Regions from separate parts of the Sus scrofa genome. Here region 1 is linked to region 2. Evidence: chromatin contacts called from public HiChIP or PLAC-seq data. All regions are on one chromosome and are shown on one strand. Each heading gives the region's core, a stretch centred on a gene start, on an enhancer-like site or on the middle of the called end of the contact. The rest is flanking DNA. Distances are from core to core; before and after follow the strand shown. Region 1 overlaps DIAPH1 (diaphanous related formin 1). Region 2 overlaps LOC100736974 (protocadherin gamma-B7).

Region 1 (5,522 bases), core at 1,733-4,232, 41 kb after region 2:
TCAGGGGCTGAAAGGCCTGGGAGGCCAAGGGGCCCCTGGGGACCAGGACGGTTTCCTACACGCAGCGAGCCCTTCCTCAGACCTGCCGAGTGGCTGCTCCGGTTAGAAATCCTCCCTCCGTCTCCACCGCCCCACCTCCCAAGTCCGCAAAGGCAGGGGCTTGATGAACGCGCGGCTGCTCCTGGGATTTCAGTCACCAGCAGCAGCGAGAAGGCTCTAACTGTGTGCGTGTGAGGTAGCATCCGACTCTGACCCGGGAAGGAGCTACGGTCTCCAGGACACGGGCAGAGTCAGAGCTCGAGTGTGGACGGCCTCCGGCTGCTTCTCTCTTGGGTCTCCTCCTCGAAGAAGGCACCAGCCGAACCTAAGCAAGCCCGTCTCAACCTTCTTCTAGATCGAAAACGCTTCTGATGCATTACAGACTTCCTAAGAACGGAGAGTGGATGAGGGGAAGTTGGGAAAGACCAAAACCTCTCTTTTGTCTTTTTAGGGCCCACACTTGTGGCACACGGAGGTTCTCAGGCTAGGCGTCAAATTGGAGCTGTAGCCACCACCACAGCCATAGCCTCGCCAGATCCAAGCCGCGCCTGCGACCTACAGCACAGCTCATGGCGATGCCGGATCCTTAACCCACTGAGTGAGGCCAGGGATCGAACCCGCATCCTCATGGACACTAGTCAGGTTCATTAACGGCTGAGCCACGAAGGGAACTCCCCAGGTTTCCTCGTTAAGCCTAGAAAGCAGGCGCACTGCGGATGGACCCGACGTGGCCTAAGGTCGGCATCGGGGAGAGAGGCTTTTGTTGGAACTGCGAACAGAACTGAACAACTGTGGCTGCCACTCTGGCTTCAGGGTCACAGTTGCCCTCAACAGCTCGACTAGCCAGAAAATGACCTCTCAGAGCTTCTTCCTCACTTGGGTACTTTCTAAGACGACTGGAAAGTAGCCACAGCAGCAGATACACCTTGGGACCGTACGGGCCCTGGGCGGGTTATTCACTCCTAGGAGGCCCGCAGCCGGTGGGGAAGAGCTTGATCCTGAGCCACTGCTCCAAGCTCTCCGAGGCCAGGTTCCTAGACGGGAGGGGTGAGGTAAGACAAAAAGCAGGCATTCACGCTAGCTGCATCAGAAAAAGGCAAACGATTCGGACGAAGCTATTCATAAAACACAGGCTCGGAACTACTGCTACTAAACCGGAAGCGCTCTTGTTAATAAGCTTCCTTAGGGAAGAGGGAACTAGGGCAGACCGGGCGCCGTTACAATCCTGAAAAACTCGTGATTGCCTGCAGCTCTCCTCAGTCTAACTCCTATCCGACTTGGACAGAGGTCGAGGGGAAATGGCACTGGCCCAGGAACCCTCCTCTCCAGACCGGTGGTCACTGGGAAACTCTGTGGACCAATCTCACCGTGTCTGGGGCTCTCGTTGCCAGAAGCTATGAAAAAGTATTTTTAGGGCCTAGACCGAGGGGCCGATGTCATCTGTTCATCATGCAGGCGGAGAGGAAGTGGCCCAGGACCTGGACTCAGAAAGGTGGCTACAGTTCTGGCGGCATCGTTAGCCAGCTCTGCAGATCTGGGGCCTGAGTCCTGGTCGCTACCACGGAGTCAGCTGCTAATCACTGGAGGTCTCCAGAGCTGGACCAAACCCTAAGCTTCTCCTCGTGTCGGGGGAGCTGAGCAGGAAGCTGGGAAGTAGCAGCAGAGGCAAAGAAAGGAAGAGAGAGAAGTTTCTTTCTTTCCTTGACTTTTATCCCCGGGAGCAGATGGCCTGTATCTAAGAAGCCATGATTCAGACATGGAGATAAAATGGAGTCATTAAACCCACGGGCTGACTCGATCATCAGCCCGAAATAGCAGCTGTCAGACAATCGCAGGGCTTCTTCCCCTGGACACTCAGGGCCTTGTTCTCCCCGCCCCGCAGGCCACAGCCGTTCACACGTCACTTTTAATGAACCCGCCCTGAGAGTCACTCTGCTCTCAGCTCCTACAACGGGGCTTTGTGCCCTGGGCACCCCCTGGGCACTTCCTCGGGGCTCCAGGGACCAGCAGATTTGCTTTTACCGTTCCTTGCCCTCTGAGGGGAGAGGCCAGGCTCTCTGCACGTGGGGACAGGTGCCCTCGGGGACGGCTTTTTGGCTCAGAAGAGCCCGCCTGCCCGCAGCAAGTCAGAGAATCAGGCCGAGGGTGGAGCAGCTGAGTGCGGCGGCCGCCGAAGGAAACCCACCGCCGCCAGGGACGGAGAGTCCCACAGGGAGGCCTTCTGCGTTCAGCCTCCCTCTTCGCTTCTCCTCTTGATCCTACTAACCGTGAACCCCCACCCCCCAAAAGCTAAAGCCGTGAAGGGCCCTGCAGGCCCTGCCAGCCCAATGCTCTCTGTCGATGTGAAGGGGCTGCCCCAGAGACCCGGGCTGGCTAGCCTGGGCAGTGCCCGTGGGGTCTGGCCTCGGGCCTTGGGCCTTCCGCCCCCCGCCAGCCCCGGGCTCTCTGCTCTCGGCCCGGATGCCCAGGGGGTCTGGGAGGCACTGCCAGGGCACCTAGAAACACCTTCCCTCGGTTTCTCCCAGATGCTGAGTGACCCCAGCGCCCAGCACGAGCAGGTACACGATGCAGGCGGCAGCTTCCTTCTCGGCTTCCCTTTGCTTCGGCAGCGCCTCATCTAGTCTCCGGGGCTCCCTGCGCTGGGAGCCAGGATGCTGACGGGCGCGGCCTCTCGGCTGAAAGGCTGAATTCGACCCACATCCCTGCTCCCTCGGCCTGTAACTCCTGGTCTCCCCTGGGGAGCAAGAGGCGAGTGGGGCCACCCAGCAGGGAGAAGCCACAGAGGGCTGGCGGCCGGCGGCCAGGAAGCAGCTGGGATCCCGGCTCGGCTCCGCCGGAAGAAGCTGGCGGGATTCCCCACCGGAGGCCCACGCGGGGCCGCTCAGCCGCGAGGCCAGAGGACGGGGGCGGGATGTGCTTTTGTTTGTCTGGAAATGCTTCCTATCAGGCCGCATGACCTTAGATGGTGCGGAGGAAACGCACACGACAGCTTCCCACTCTACGTCCCAGGTCCCGGGCCTCAATGTGCCGCCTGGGGATCTGAAGTCCCTCCTGCCCCTGTCTCTTCCTGTTCAGAGAGTCTGGATTCAAGGATGCCAGCAAATAGCCAAGAGGCCTCATCAGAGATTCTTCTGTTTAGGGAAGGTTCAGAAGTCATACAGAAGATACTTCCAGAGTTCCCTGGTGGCGCGGCAGGTTAGGGAGCTGGCGTGGCTGCCGCTGCCGTGGCTAGGGCTGGAGCCTGGCCCAGGGAGCGTTCATGGGCTGCGGGTCCTCAGAAGGGAGCTTCCCTCGGAGGGAAGCTGGGAGCAACAGTCAGGCCGCTGTTGACTGTGGCGCTCCGAGTGCTCTTCCACCTGTGGCCCAGGACGCTGAGCGTGTGTGCTCTACACCCTGGACCTTGCGCCGAAGGTACCTTTCTAGGCCGTGACAGGTACCAGCGGCCCCACAGCTATGGCTCTGTGAACAGCTAAGCACAGGCCAAGGCTAACTGCATGACTCCCCGGTACCACAGGCTTGAAGGGAAGCTCCTATCACCCAGGGCGGTGGGGAACATGGCAGCAGGCCCAGCCCCAAAGGGCCTTCTCCAGACACAGTGCTGGGGTGGCTTCGGCCATACCTTCTCTCTTGTTTCCTTTTAGGGCTGCACCGCTGGCATATGGAGGTTCGCAGGCTAGGGGTCGAATCGGAGCTGTAGCCACCGGCCTACACCATAGCCACAGCCATGCCAGATCCAAGCTGCGTGTGTGCCCTACACCACAGCACACAGCTACGCCAGATCCTTAACCCACTGAGCCAGGCCAGGGATTGAACCCACGTCCTCATGGATACTCGTCGGGTTCGTTTCCACTGAGCCACAACAGGAACTCTAGCCTTGCGGCCACAGTGTACTTTGCTCAAAGGCAGCTTATCCCCTGACCCTTCCCCATAAGAAGGCCTGGATCATCTGCCCTCCTAGCCCCGTCCTTCCTTGTAGAGGCTCTAGCTCAACACAATCCACTTCCATCCTCTCCGGTGCGGGAGAGTAAGCGGGGGCGAGAGCAGTAGCGGCAGAGCGCCCCGGAGCAGGCGGCTCTCAGACGTGGCCTGGTCCGCCGTGGAGCTGCTCCCCTGCCTCCTCGGCCAGGCCTTTGCTTGGCCGCTTTCTACGCTGCCGTGTTCTCTCTCCATCACTTTCGCTTGGGAAGGTGAGAGTCAGTAAGGACTCCTGACTCATTTTCTCCGCAGTTCCTACATCTCCCAAGGTACCGACTGGAATCTGCGTCAGCTTTTGCTCCTATCTGCCAGGGCCGACGCAAACCTCTGCGGCCCGCATCACGGTTGGCTTATTAACTGTGTTTCTGTTTCTAGAATGGCAGGAAGAAGAACAAGAATAATCCAATGTACTATCTATAGTCAGTCCTCAGGCCCTAGTTCTCCCGGTCAGTACTTCCTAACCTCGCTGGAACGGGACGAGAAAATCCACTCTAGAAACAGAGACCCCTGTAGAGAAGCTTCTAGGCCCTCGGAACATCATCACCTGCTCTTCGGCCCCGACACGCAGACCGGGAGCACAGAGGCCAGGCTGGGCTCCCCGCGCTCACTCACCCTGGCGAGGTCCTCTCTTCCGCCGGAACGCCGCGCCTGACTGCAGGGCTTCCAGAAGACTGTCCATCACACCCGTCTCATCACCCTCTGTCACGAACAAGGACAGGGAGGTAAGCTCTTTGCCCAGGAGCCTTCGTGTGTTGAGCCCCCCCAAACTGCAGGGAGGCCACTGCGTGGCTCCCCCGCCCTCAGTGTCTGGGGGCTCAGGGCAGTCAGAGGGCTTGACTTCAAGCCCCACAGCCCAGGTTTACTTGTGTCTGTTTGAAAACGGTTAAGACAGTTTTACCGGCTCCCAACCACTGCCAACCTTGGCTTGTCTTGCTGCAGTACCCCCGCCCCCCATCCGCATCAGGACCAGCCAGGAGAATGGCAGAACTGCCCAACTCTCAGATGGACAGCAACAGAGACCGGCTTAAGGAAACTGATAAGGAACCAGGTCAGTCTTTCTCCTGAAATGTTTCACTCTAATTTACATAAACCTCTCCTGGAAAGCCTGGTTCCAGTCTTAAGCACTGCCCCCAGCAGCTGCATTTTCCCCAAGTCAGCGCTCATCTAAGAAGAGTGTCTGGCTGGAATACAAAGAGTTAATGCTGAATCCTTATTCCAGCCTGGCTCCGTTTCCATGGCAACAGCTCAGGGTGGTGAAATCCGAAACTGTGAAATCCCCAGGAGCAGGCTAGGCTGCCAGCCTGGAGCGGGGCTCACTGCTCCCAGCGCCCCCTGCTGGCTGAACGTCACCAGTGCAGCTGACCTACATTCCAATCTCATGGGTTTGGCCTGGGGACAAGGACCAGGGCCGGGTCCCCGGTACTGCCCGCCCCGTGACTATGTGCAGGCTTTGTCCCACATGTCAGCTGGACTCCACCTTTCCCTGTTACATCTGAGACAATAACAGA
Region 2 (5,893 bases), core at 30-2,529:
AAATAGTAGGGGATTCTTCTAGTATCTAATGGGGTGATATGCGTCATTATTAAAGCTTACCCTGTGCCAGGATTTTATCAGCCTTACTCATTTAAAAAGATAGGACTCCAGGAACTCTTAGAGGGTAGTTTCTTGTTGGAGGATGTACAGCTCAGTTCTACCTTTTTTCACATCTGACTCTTCCTCATTATCCTAGTCATTACTACAATCCTAAATGAGAAAACTTGAGGCTCTTTATCATGGCTTCATATTTCTGATATCTTAATCATTTCAGAAAGGTCCCAGGTAGTAAATAAAGCTGGTCTTTTTTTTTTTTTTGGAGGGGAGGGGCTCGTTGATGAGGGGGTATTATCCTTATTAGAAATGAGATTTCTGGGAGTTTCCGTTGTGGCTCCGTGGTAATGAATCAAACTGATATCCATGAGGATACGGGTTTGATCCCTGGCCTTGCTCAGTGGGTTAAGGATCCAGGGTTGCTGTGAACTGTGATGTAGCTCAGATTCGACCCCTAGCCTGGGAACTTCCATATGCCACGGGTGCGGCCCTAAAAAATAAAGTAAAAAAAAAATAAAAAGAAATGCAACTTCTCTTTGTGGCGTATGGCACAACATCTTGAGAAACAGATCAAATAAAGGGAGATGTTAGAGACTGCGCTCTCTGATTGAAGTTAGGCTTCTTGGGGAAGACAGGACAGGAAAATCTCGCATTGTTCCCTGGTTCTTCAGAAATAAGAGCTAAGCGACAACGTCCAACTGAAAAAGAAACCTGAACTGTATTTTTAAATTTCATAGAGTTAAACCAAACAGATGGCAGTTGTTGTAGACTGTCTCTGCTGAGGAAGTGACCTGGAATTCTACAGTCTCATTTGGTAAGAGATAAAACTGCAAATATTAACACCTCCGACAGAAAGGCTGAATGCCTCCCTACACGCGCCTCCTTAAGGAGGTAAGTTGTGCTCAGTCCTCCAACAATGCAGATAGTACTGTGTTGTTTTCAGTTTGGTTTGAACCCTCTTTCATGGGATTCAGGCTAGGGGCGGAAGTGTTTAATAGGCCTGCGTTCAGCCTCAAGACTCGCACCAGGGCCAGCTTCATGACCTTGCAGTTAGCTTTCCAGCCAAGGTGGGCTTCCGATGTGCAGATGCGGCCAAGGAGCTCTGGCTGTAACGTCTGGAAGGGAGCCCAAGGCAAGAAGTTCCTGGCGCTAGCGCCTGTCCCGCTCAGGAGAGCCGGGCGCTAGCGCATTCCTCGTGCAGTTATTGGCTGGGACTCTGCGTGCCGCTGTCGGCCAATGAAGACGCCGGAGCCCTGGCCCCGGCCCGTCCCCTCTCGGCGCCGCGGGATGAGGCAGAGACTGAACAGCCGGCGAGCAAATCAGCGGCAGCGGGAGAGCCATGTCCGACTCGGAGCCCAGCGCCGGAGCGCTAACCCATTGAAAGTTTCTCGGCGGAAAAGCGGGGACGACCTGGACCCCGCTGAGAGGAACTGCCCTCGAGTGAGATGGTCCCGGAGGCCTGCAGGGGCGGACTGGTGAGCACCGGGAGAGTGGTGGGAGTTTTGCTTCTCCTTGGCGCTTTGCACAAGGCTTCCGCCGCCCTCATTCGCTATGAGATCCTGGAGGAGAGAGAGAAGGGTTTCGCGGTGGGCAACGTGGTGGCGGACCTTGGCTTGGATCTGGGCAGCCTGTCAGCCCGCAGGCTCCGGGTGGTGTCCGGAGCTAGTCGGAGATTCTTTGAGGTGAACCGGGAGACCGGACAGATGTTCGTGAACGACCGCCTGGATCGAGAGGAGCTCTGCGGGACGCTGCCTTCCTGCACCGTAACTCTGGAGTTGGTAGTGGAGAGCCCGCTAGAGCTGTTCAGCGCGGAAGTGGTGATCCAGGATATCAACGACAACAACCCCTCTTTTCCTACCCGGGAAATGAAATTGGAGATTAGCGAGGCTGTGGCGCCGGGCACGCGCTTTCCGCTCGAGAGCGCGCACGATCCGGACGTGGGAAGCAACTCTTTACAAACCTACGAGCTGAGCCGCAATGAGTACTTTGCGCTTCGCGTGCAGACGCGGGAAGACAGCACCAAGTACGCGGAGCTGGTGCTGGAGCGCGCCCTGGACCGGGAGCGAGAACCAGATGTCCAGCTGGTGCTGACAGCGTTGGACGGAGGAACTCCGGCTCGCTCCGCCAGCCTTCCTATTCGAATCATCGTGCTGGATGCGAATGACAATGCCCCCACCTTCAATCAGTCCTTGTACAGGGCGCGCGTCCCCGAGGATGCACCTCCTGGCACTCGCGTGGTGCAGGTCCGTGCCACGGATCTGGATGAAGGCCCCAACGGCGAAATCATTTACTCCTTCGGCAGCCACAACCGCGCTGGCGTGCGGGAACTATTCTCCTTAGACCTTGTAACCGGGATGCTGACAATCAAGGGTCGACTGGACTTCGAAGACGTGAAACTCCATGAGATTTACATACAGGCCAAAGACAAGGGCGCCAATCCCGAGGGAGCACACTGTAAAGTTTTGGTAGAGGTGGTGGATGTAAATGACAATGCCCCGGAGATCACAGTCACCTCTGTGTACAGCCCGGTCCCTGAGGATGCCCCTCTAGGAACTGTCATTGCTTTGCTCAGCGTGACCGATCTGGATGCTGGCGAGAACGGGCTGGTGACTTGTGAGGTTCCACCAGGTCTCCCTTTTAGCCTCACATCTTCCCTCAAGAATTACTTTACTTTGAAAACCAGCGCAGCCCTGGATCGGGAGACTGTGCCAGAATACAATCTCAGCATTACGGCTCGAGACGCGGGAGCCCCTTCCCTCTCAGCCCTCACGACCGTGCGCGTGCAAGTGTCGGACATCAACGACAACCCTCCCCAGTGCCCACAATCTTCCTATGATGTTTACGTGGAGGAGAATAACCTCCCTGGTGCTCCGATTCTGAACCTAAGCGTCTGGGACCCCGACGCCCCGCAGAATGCTCGCCTTTCCTTCTCTCTCTTGGAGCAAGGAGCTGAAAGTGGGCTAGTGGGTCGCTATTTCACGATAAATCGTGACAGTGGCGTAGTGTCATCCTTAGTGCCCCTGGACTATGAGGATCGGCGGGAGTTCGAATTAACAGCTCATATCAGCGATGGGGGCACTCCAGTCCTGGCCACCAACATCAGCGTGAACATATTTGTCACTGATCGCAACGACAACGCCCCCCAGGTCCTATACCCCCGGCCTGGCCAGAGCTCAGTGGAGATGCTGCCTCGAGGTACGGCTGCCGGTCATGTGGTCACGCGGGTGGTAGGCTGGGACCCGGATGCAGGACACAACGCCTGGCTCTCCTACAGCCTCTTGGGTGCCCCCAACCAGAGCCTTTTTGCTGTAGGACTTCACACAGGTCAAGTGAGCACCGCCCGCCCAGTCCAGGATACAGATTCGCCCAGGCAGACCCTCACAGTCTTGATCAAGGACAACGGGGAGCCATCGCTGTCCACCACCGCGACCCTGACTGTGTCGGTAACCGAGGAATCTCCCGAAGCCCGGGCTGAGTTCCCCTCCGGCTCAGCACCCAGGGAGCAGAATAAAAATCTCACCTTTTACCTACTTGTTGCTCTAATTTTGGTCTCTGTGGGGTTCGCAGTCACCGTATTGGGAATAATCATATTCAAAGTTTACAAGTGGAAGCAGTCCAGGGACCTGTACCGAGCCCCGGTGAGCTCCCTGTACCGAACACCAGGGCCCTCTCTGCACGCGGACGCCGTGCGGGGAGGCCTGGTGCCCCCGCACCTCTACCATCAGGTGTACCTCACCACCGACTCCCGCCGCAGCGACCCGCTGCTGAAGAAACCTGGCGCCGCCAGCCCACTGGCCAGCCGCCAGAACACGCTGCGGAGCTGCGATCCGGTATTCTATAGGCAAGTGTTGGGGGCAGAGAGCTCCCCTCCTGGACAGGTAAGGGTTAGCAGGTCATCCTGGAATGATATTAATGCTTTTTGAGTCTTGCATCACTTTCAGGAAGGTGTGGGGCCGTTTTTGCATTTTCAGTGATGAAGATTTTCTTTTATGATGTATCCACATTTTCATCCCGCCCTTCCCAGATCAAGCTTCATGCCTTAGGCGGTGGGGGGAGGAGCAGTCGCCCAGCTAGGGTGTGGTTTGTGGTCTCACACAGTGTGGAGTTAATTGACTCATCTGTGGGCCCAGTTCACACCCTCAGCTCTGACTCGCCATCACAACTAACCAATCTTGCTAAAGGGCCATTAAGCTATAACTCAAGATCTCAGCACTCAGAGCTTAGCTTGGTGTCATTTGCACTGAGTACAAGCCGATGGATACTTGTAACCAGTGGCAGCTGCTAGGAATATAAAAACTACCTCATCCTGCCATCTTTCAAATGGTTGCCACACCTGCATTACAATTCATAGTTTGCCGATAATTTTCCTTTGCCTCCACAAATCCTGTACCTCATTCTCTGGTGACTTTTTATGAAAGAAATAAAATTCCAGGGTCCTTTGAATTTTACTTCAAGCCCACTACTGAAATGATGTGGACATTACTTATAAAATATGTTAATGTTACAGTAGTAATGCTTTTGCATTATAGAAAGTTTGGAAAATGTGTAACAGTATAAAGAAAATGAAAAGAAATTCTGTTCCTCAAATCCAAAGGTAACCACCATTAATTATGAAAGTAGTCATTTATTTTGAAAATAAGTTCAGACAATCAGAAGAAGGTGAAGTACAAAATGGAAGCTCTTTGTACCCAAGTGTTAACTCCCTGTCCTTTCAGCGTGACTTCTCTTGGGCAGACACATAATGCAAAAGGTGGGTCAGCTCATCCTGAGAAAAAGATACTGTATCCATTTAGTCACGTGGTATGCAAGTCTTTGTCTTGGAGCAAAACTCACCTGTAAGTGTCTCACTTCTAATTGTGGGAGAACCACTTTTGTTATTAATAAACATATTATTGCCATCAACACTTGAATTCCGGCGTTTGACATAGGAAGCTCCACCACTTACAAACTAGGAGTCCGTGGGCAAATCGATGGCTTTTCTAAGGCTGTTTTCCATGTGCGGAAAGGGAGAAACAAGGGTCTTACAGGATTAGTGCATTATATGATGTATGCAGAGGGTCTGGTGTATCATATGTGTTTAAAAATTCTTTATTATTTTTTATTAGTTCTTTCCTCACCCCAAATCTTAAACACACTTTGGAAATGAGCGTATACGAAGACAGCCAAAAATGACAAAGTAGAGGCCCAGACAGATAGGCTAAGGAAGGACGGAGGCCAGAGAGAAGCAGCTGCTGCTCTTCTGGTCAAATTGGAAAACAACTGGCATTTTCCCCAGGACAATGTTCTCAAGCTTGGTTGCACGCTAGAATTACCTGGGGACCTTTTAAAAATTCTGAAGCCCAGGCCACATCCCAGACTGCTTAAAGCACGGTCTCTGGGGGTGGGACACAGGCATTAGAATTTTTTTTTTTTTTTTGAAGGTCCCCAAGTGATTGCAATGGGCAGACAAATTTGAACACCATTGCTCTAGCATGTTTTCGAAGTGAAGTGTTATTCCAGTGTTCCCAGAACTAGGAGCCAGCCTTATTGGGCCAGGCTGAACTTGAAACAAAATTCTGTGATACTACTTCTCAGCCCTAAAACGTTACCTAGAAGAGCTTGAGGGGAGCATTGTAGGCAGGACCTAAGATATTTCAGTCGTCCAGAGAGCAAGTCGTCCTCAACCACTAACATCGGAGCAACTGTTCCTTTAAAAATCCAGAGCTGGGCAGTGGGTATGGGGTTTCTTGTGGGGGGTGAAAATTTTTTTCTATAATCCTACTCTGGTGATGGTTGCCTCGTTTTAGTATATGTGAATAAACTAAAAAGCATTGAATTGTACACTTTAAGTGAATTACAT

The links. HiChIP or PLAC-seq counts read pairs in DNA pulled down with a chosen protein or histone mark.
Region 1: an H3K27ac HiChIP or PLAC-seq map of skeletal muscle shows a contact between it and region 2. The contact joins two enhancer-like sites. A contact is called at or near these places in 14 of 47 Hi-C or Micro-C datasets (brain, embryonic fibroblasts, fetal skeletal muscle and 8 more) and 2 of 2 datasets of contacts at active chromatin or transcription factors (alveolar macrophages and skeletal muscle).

What each region holds. Positions count from the first base shown.
Region 1 is chr2:143,161,714-143,167,235 of Sscrofa11.1, forward strand. It overlaps DIAPH1 (diaphanous related formin 1), which reads right to left. Exons shown (of 27, transcript NM_001258435.1): 26 at 4,627-4,713. Among named protein-coding and RNA genes, the nearest start is that of DIAPH1, 110 kb to the right of the region's middle. Within about 2 kb of position 2,983, at least 32 of the 83 cell types and tissues checked have an H3K27ac peak or open chromatin away from gene starts, as enhancers often do. A contact at or near this core is called in fetal skeletal muscle, liver, retroperitoneal adipose tissue and 2 more, where this site is marked.
Region 2 is chr2:143,122,847-143,128,739 of Sscrofa11.1, forward strand. The region is part of intron 2 of LOC100736974 (protocadherin gamma-B7); the gene reads left to right. Among named protein-coding and RNA genes, the nearest start is that of DIAPH1, 150 kb to the right of the region's middle. Within about 2 kb of position 1,280, at least 70 of the 83 cell types and tissues checked have an H3K27ac peak or open chromatin away from gene starts, as enhancers often do. A contact at or near this core is called in fetal skeletal muscle, liver, retroperitoneal adipose tissue and 2 more, where this site is marked.